Regions from separate parts of the Zea mays genome. Here region 2 is linked to region 1. A link is a contact called in public Hi-C data. All regions are on one chromosome and are shown on one strand. Each heading gives the region's core, a stretch centred on a gene start, on an enhancer-like site or on the middle of the called end of the contact. The rest is flanking DNA. Distances are from core to core; before and after follow the strand shown. Region 1 holds the start of LOC103630463 (protein MALE DISCOVERER 2). Region 2 holds the start of LOC100274475.

The links. Hi-C and Micro-C count contacts between places; a contact is called where the count stands out from the background.
Region 2: a contact with region 1 is called in a Hi-C map of endosperm, with 2.0 times the contacts expected there. The contact joins the promoter of LOC100274475 here to the promoter of LOC103630463 in region 1. A contact is called at or near these places in 2 of 25 Hi-C or Micro-C datasets (endosperm and leaf).

What each region holds. Positions count from the first base shown.
Region 1 is chr6:164,168,871-164,172,841 of Zm-B73-REFERENCE-NAM-5.0, forward strand. It overlaps LOC103630463 (protein MALE DISCOVERER 2), which reads right to left and starts at 1,779. Exons shown (of 8, transcript XM_008651514.4): 1 at 967-1,779; 2 at 733-868. The coding sequence starts at 1,057.
Region 2 is chr6:164,311,696-164,315,666 of Zm-B73-REFERENCE-NAM-5.0, forward strand. It overlaps LOC100274475, which reads left to right and starts at 1,986. Exons shown (of 9, transcript NM_001148834.1): 1 at 1,986-2,276.

The sequences.
Region 1 (3,971 bases), core at 529-3,028:
GAGGGATGCGGTGTACACTGATACCTCCCACCAACTAAAGATTGTTTGGATGCACACATATTCAGCTAAATCCGCGTGTGTTGAAGCGGATTGGAGTATAAGTTTGATTTCCACCATAATCCACCCGAACACATGTGGATCTAGATTCTAATCTACCTTAGTCCTTGTTCGGTTGCATGTAGAGGTGGTAATGGGCTCTAGATTTTACACTACAAAATTTAAGGGACGGATCGGATTAGGATCGGGCTATATTTCTATTCATTTTTGAACCAAAATTATTTAAGGGCTCAAACAAATTGTGAAGAAATATTTGGATCGTGATCCATTACCACCCCGCTTAGTTGCATGGGAATTGGAGGGGATTGAGGCCTTGTTCGGTTGCACGGGGATCGGAGGGGATTGGGGGATTTAAATCCCCTTCTATTCAATTTTGACTAGAAAGGTTTTTAATCCTCTCCAATCCTCTTCAATCTCTCCCAAACCGAACAAGCCCCAATTGAAAACCGAATAGGAAGGGATTTAATCCCCTCCAATCCTCCTCAATCCACCCCTCCCTAACCGAACAAGCCCTTAACACATATGAATTGAGGTGGATACAAGTGCAGCCAAACAAGCACTAAGTTATGGTCACAGCCCCAACATCACAGATCGATTTATATAGTTCACTAATATATGAACAAATGAGTTTTCTTGTGTACTTAATTTTTGCTGTGAAAAAACAGAACAACTTACAGAGACATGACTAGTCCATCATCGGAGCATTCCACACCAAACCAAGTACAGGGGCTCAAACTCTCTTGATTCCAGTCCAACAAAGCACCATATGGGTCTGCCTCGATCGCCGCCTTAAATCTCAGCAGAGCAGCACCTGCAGTTCAGCAAAGAAACAACCCTAAACAGAGTAAAAAACAAAGGTCGGGCAACAACCATCCACGCAAGCGATTCAAAGCACAACACGATAGATACCTTCACGATTCAGGGATGTGCACTGCTCAAGTGTCAACAAGAACCAGAAGAAAAACCATACCCCCAGAACTCTCCTCCCACAGGTCCCCATTCCACAGAGCAACTTCTGCAAGGACACAACCCTAAAGAAAGGAAGCACCAAAACCCGCTGCGGTCGCGCTGTTGCTCCGAGAATCGGAGCCGAAGATCCTATCTTTCCTGCGTCCTTGATGGATTCAATAAGAACAAGCCGCGTGGTTTGCCTTCGGCGGCCAGAAAGGAGAAGCGGAAGGAAGAAGCCAACAGGACAGACTAAAACAAAATTCACAATAGTTAGCCGCCACGCCAAGAACTAGTCAATAAGCAGGCAACTACCCAATCCGCTCCCCCGAGAGGAAAATGGATCCGGTGCTTTTCTTTAGCGGAAAAATCGCGACCAGTACCAGTACTCTACTAGTAGCAGACAACAAAAGGAGAGGCAAGAACTAGGGGGTTGTAAAATACAGGTGGGAAGTGGAACGGAACGCGGTATCCGACGTCACATGGAGCTGGAGGCGCACGCGGCACACGAAAGTGTGCAGAAACGCAAGTCGATTGCGGAGAAAGGGCGGGTTCAGCCTTCAGTTGATCAATTCCTTTCGCTCTAAAGAATTATATGCATTAAATATACAATTGGAGTGATCCTTGGCCAAGCCAAGTCACTTGTTGGATTGGTCAGTTCGTTCTTCTAAATCGTACTTAAATTACTCTAGACATTGCTCAATGGTTGTTGAGTACCGACGGGGGAATTTTGCAAACGGGAAGCGGTCGTATTCCTTGGGAAAGCCGGTGTCCAGGTGTGGTTCTGCAAGTAAAATTTACTCGTCTTTTCTGTGCATGGGTATTTTAGAGAAAAAAAATTATATTCTTCTACAAAGTTGTCATCATACCCAAACAGTAACGAGAACTCAGTGTGGGAAGGTATAGGGTATAGCACTCGCCGTACCTTGATTTCGGCTCACATGGAGACATGGAGTTACCGAGTGTTGTTTTTTATTAGAGAATCTGTGTCGCCGTGTGCGTCTAAACTAAAAAAATAAGAAAACTTGACCACTGGCTAGTTAAACCAAACCGTTCATCAAGCTTTTGTTTGGGTCAGTCAATGTACATGTTACTATCTCTATAGCCCATGTGTTTTTTATAACATAACCAACATGCTCTATACTGACCTATAATTTATCGACGATCGATGGCCCTATCATCCTGCGATATGGAACATCGAACATGAATCAATCATACTGTCGATTTTCCACTCCTAGTTCTCGAGACTGCCATGCTGCCACGCACAGCGGTAAAATACAATATGTTTATGTTGTCTATCGCCTATCATGTGTGCTTGTAACCCATACAACCAAGCCCTAGAACGATCTAGAAAATCCCTCGCTCAGGTGAGGGCCATCCGCAGCTCTAGTTGCTTGTTCCCTAGTTCTTTAATTTTACTTCTTTAAAATTTAGTTTATTGGTGTATAGTGCAATGACGATATTTACTTCAATATTACCTTGTTTTTCCCTAGTTTTATTTGTCTAATCAGTTAGCTAATTTAGTATTTAGATTAATTAATTTATAAACTGCGGCGAAATGGAGGACTATATAAAATCTACAGGGAAACATAGATCTTATGTATGTACTTACGTATAAAATTCGACGTACCTCAAATTTGGTGTGTCCTCCGCCACTGTGTCCAAACCACTACTATTTGCACATCCCTAGGCAAAAGCATCTCTTTAGGTGCACGAATTGTGAATTACTCCTTTCAATTCAAATCATAGTTTAATTTAGCTTTATCCTATGCACAGGTTATGGAACTTTGATTAAGTTTTTATAAAAAAATATTAACATCAAATTTTCAAATAAATACAATGACAACATTTCCAATAAGATTTTAATAAAACTAAATTGATATTTTAGATGTTCGTGATTTTTTATAGACTTGTATGAAATAAAACACAATGTTTTAAAAAATAAAAAATCGTCCGGGTATGTAATTGAGCAAAAAATACATAATTCATAAAAACAAATAAAAATACAAACTTTTAAGTATAAAAATTACATTGTTTGTAAACATAACAATATCCATAATTTTCCACTTCCGCCTTTTATGCATCTTCTTATCTAATTTTAACTAGGTGAGTACCCGTGCGTTGCTACGGGATCATATAATACCATGATAACTTATATACAAAATGTGTATTATACTGTTATAAAAGTTTTATAATCCACTTGTGATCCTGGCCGTACATAAATTTTCTTATTTTAATCTAGTTGTTTCATCACTACATTGCAACCATCAGTACCATGCAGACTTCTATATATGCCATAATCTGCATGGTCTCGTAGTTGTAGAGCACGTCTCACACCTGTCAGAAGAAGTTCACTCGTATATTACCACTATACACGATTGCTTAAACAAAAAGGCAAGAGAATGTGATTGCGAAGAGAATTAAAGGCAGGCCGGCACAAAAGCTACCCCGACGGACGGTGGCGAGGATGATGAATTGGTCATTGCTGTCGGTCCTCCTCTGCGTCACCTCTGGCGCCGAGATGAAGCCACATTACTTGAAATAGTAGTCGTCGAACGCGTGTAACATGGCGTGTCCCGATGACTCTTGGTTGGGCTGCTAGACGAAGTGCACCTCAGGCTCATCGGCGAGATAGTACACCTGGTCGTTGCACCACCGGACGCGCTACTACTCTGCATACATCATATTCGAGGACACTCACACAACATCAGCAAGAGTCGTCGTCCCAGCGCACAAGAATTCATGGTCGATCAGTAGCGACTTACGTGGCAGGTTGAGCTTCAGGTGGACGATGAGCTGGACGGTCGTGATGGCGCCATCATCGGATGCGGTGCCCAGAACAACCCGAGAGTCACCGACATTGGTGATGACCATGAGGTCCTCCTGCTTAACGATGGACAACGCAGTGCAGCCGCTCTGTACCGCGTCCAAGCGACGGCTGTGCCGAAGCTTGTCGTCCATAGCGG
Region 2 (3,971 bases), core at 736-3,235, 140 kb after region 1:
GGAAGTGGTTGGCGTCGAGCGGTGATGGTGAAGTCGTCGTTGGGGTTCGGGACGTGCAGCGGCGCGGCGGCTAGCCGACATCCAGCTCGATCCGGGTGGGAGAGAGCGGCGATGGCGGCGAGAGAGACGGGGCGGGGGTGTGCTTCACCAGATTGATGAGCGCGCCGCTGCAGGTGGGGCCACACGGGCGCGCAGAGGCGGGGGCAGGCGGGGCGCTTGGGGTGAGGAGAGGGCGTCGGGGCGCGGGGGCGGAGGCAAGCGGAACCGTGGTGAACGCCTACACTATACTCTTATAGAGTAGTAGAGATTTTGATGGTGCGTTCAGTCTGGATGCAATTTGTTAGATGGATTTATTGGAGGTTATGGGTGTGGAGTGATTTGGTTGAGTGAGTTTTGCAAAGATTAAACCGGTAGATTATACAGTGGTATAAGTATAGGGTTAAATTATAAAAAACAATTCCAACAATAGTACCCTACTTTACCATTTTTAATAAAAAAATATAGGGCACACCATAGTGTAATCCAAATATACTACGTCCTAGATTAAGGATTTCTACATCATTTTAAACCTTTTTCATTTATAATAATATAATCTAAATGATGTATTGTTTTAATTTTTAGGTATTATTTTGAGGAACTTTATTGGAGTCGTTCTTAGATAAAAACGAGAAATGCGATAGTGGCTTGTGTTCGCCGTGCCAACGCCCACTTCCTCACCTCATGTGGGTTGTTGCTGGAAAATTCTGAAAAATTACGAGACACAATTCCGGAAAATTCCGAGACATAAATCCGGTAATTTCTGACAAAAACCGGTAACCGAAGGAAATGGTCGGTAAAACACCACGCCGATTCCGATAGAAAATTCCGAAACCGATTCCGTTTTCGAAAAATACCGTTACCGGTGAATCCGATCGAAAAAATTTGAAACCGGTTTCCGGAATTCCGAAAAATTTCGAAACCGTTTTCATCCCTACCACTCTCGACGGCAGCTCACCTCGTCGCAGACCCCAAATACAAGGATGAAAACGAGACAGGTACCGGAACGGGTATCAGATACGAGTATGAAAATAGGATGAATTATTTAATACGAATACAAATATTTTGTTTTGGGATATATATGGGTATCCCAGATACTGAACTCTTAGATACGAGATCCGAAAACACTATTATCCGCCCGTAAATACAGTGTAAGCAGTGGCGAAACTAGAGCAAATATATTGGGGGTGCAACTCCCTTGCGGGTGCATAAGGATGAGATATGTGTGATGCATATATGGTGAAAATTTAACTATTATAACTAAATTCTGGATTTTAGGGGGGGTGCATGTGCATCCACGAGCTAACATGTAGCTTCGCCCCTGAGTGTAAGATATGGGTATCTAGTGGGTACCCGATCCGAAGTGTATTCTGTGCTGTGCGGTTCGGTCTGCGGGTATGGCCACGAGCCTGCTGCGGCCTGCGGTAGGCGGTCCTGCCCTGCCTGGTGCCTGCTAGAGTGCTAGTGCTCCCTGGCCCCTGCTAGCCAGTTGGCCCAGGCCCATTACTCCATTGCGCCATTATCTCCCGGGTCGCCAGCAAAAGCCACAGGACCAAAGCCCAAAAGCTTCTAGGCACTGAGAGAGGCAGGTTGCGACCAGGCGTCCGGCGGAAGGCTGTGCGTAGGGATGGCCGTGGTTACGGTTATGGACAAATAACCGTGTCGGGTATGGATATGGTGGGTTTTCGTATCCGCGGGTACGGAATACTATATAGTATCCGTGGGTAATAATTTCGCGGGTATAAATATAGGCTATCTATATCCATCATCCGTTGGGCATATGACATGTGGACCCAGATCCTATTCTCCAAATCTCCAATCCCATTCCCAGGCCATGCGCCAGCCCCGTGGGCCGTGGGCCGTGACTCCGTGAGCGAGCTGCGAGCAACAGCCAACAGCCAAGAACTACGACTACGGTACGGCCGTCCACCGCTCTAGGACTACGACAACAAGTCCTAACCCTAGCCCCGGTAGCCGCCACCGCCAGGCTCTACGACTACGGCCCGGCCGTCCACCGCTCGGCCGTCCACCGGTCCACCGCTCTACGCGACGGCTCCATCGCTCGGCTGCTCCAGGCTCCAGCGCCCTCCAGGCTCCAGCAGATCCCGGAAGCACCGACCACGGTCCACGGCGAGTCGGCGAGCAGACAGCACAGGCGCACAACAGTGACGGCGAGCAGACAGCACAGGCGCACAGCCTCCGCGCATCCGCGGTCCGCGTCCGGCCGTGCAGCCGCGCAGGTTAGTCCGTTAGTGCTTTTGCCCTTGCATCATTTGTTTGAATGTTGAAATTATTGTTTGAATGTTGAAATTATTTCTGGTACAATGGTATTGGAATGTTGCTGAAATTTTAGTGGACGGGCGGGCGGGTAATGGATACCCGTTGGATAACGGATACCCGGCGGGTACGGGTACGGATACAGATCCGTACCCACGAGCGTAAATGAGTATGTGTATGGATTTGGTTTTATCTCGTGGGTATGAATACGCGAACCATATATCCGCGTTCTACCCGCCCGATTGCCACCCCTAGCTGTGCGTTCTCCCTCCCGTGTCCGGCGGCCGGATGTTGTGTGCGTCTCTGGTATCCCTCCCGTGTCCGGTGGCTGGCCCTTGTTGAGCGAGCGCCGAGCAGCTACCGGCGCCTCTGCCTCCCGCCTCTCGCCCGGTCACCCGTCGTCGACTCGCCGTCAGGCAGCGTCGCTCCGCCGCACCAGTCTCCATCAAAACAGGACAGCACAGCGCCGGCCTCCCTCAACACTTCAACAACTAACACTTGAGCAAGGTACTTCACAATTCACACTATGGAGCTTATTACATTCGCACTTAGCATACCAAGGGCCCCATGAAGATCTGCTGAATAAAGTAAGCCAACATATAAACCTATTAGAAGGGCCCCATGAAGATCTGCTGAAAGAAGGTTCTCAGTAAATTTCTTTTTCCTGTGGTGTAGAGAGGACATGTAATTTGCTCATATAGGGTACATATTACAGGAATAGGCACAATAATAGGGTTTACATTAAAGTTTTCCAAAAGTTCGAGTTGGTCCACTACTATGAATGCGCTTGCTTCACACTCAGGATAATTATTGCCTTTCTTGTTTGTTCAAATCTTCAAATTCGTTGATATTTCATAAAATATAATGTTTATATGGTAACAAATGATTTAGTGCTTTTAGTTTAGTTCATATAGTCAATACATTTCAGTTCGAGAAAACTAGAATCTTTGAGTGGTCTCGACGTAGCTTATACAAGAAAGCTCATTTTACTGTACTGTATAAAGTCTGGAAATCTGTGTAGCCCTTAACTATTTGCTACATTAGACATAGTGGGTTTAAAATCCATCAGGTTATACTATCAACCTATCACTGTAGCATTCTCAATAGAATCAGTTCAATATATGTTTGGTTGTGTGCTTGTGTGGGTTGTACTCTAAATAATTCTCATTAATGCAATGATCCGTAGCTCTCGTGCTTGTGTATTCAACGACAAAAAAGTTCAAGTGGAGATAGTAGCGTAGCCAAAAGCTTTCAGGAGTCTGGGCGACCTCATTATGCAAAAATATTTAGGTAGCAAATTATAGTATTTTTCTTTGATATAAAGAAATATTTCTTTTGAACTTCGCCAATGAGCCAGCCGGTGGCCCAGGGGGGTGGACAGCGGCTCCGCCACTGTCTCAAGAGTCAAAATTTTGAGACCAATAGCAGCAGAATTGGCAGGGTCCGAGAGGGGGGGGGGCGCGCTACAGTAACTACGACACTGTAGCACACCCCTCAGATTGTTTAGATAATGTGTTCTCGTTTGTGAGAAATAATGTGTGTTATATGTCTGATTTTTTGTACTAACTTGTGATTGGTAGTACTATGGATGTGGATGATATAGTTGATATTGAGAATGGGTCCAATGAGAATGAAGTGCAAGCCCCAATTATGGAGGA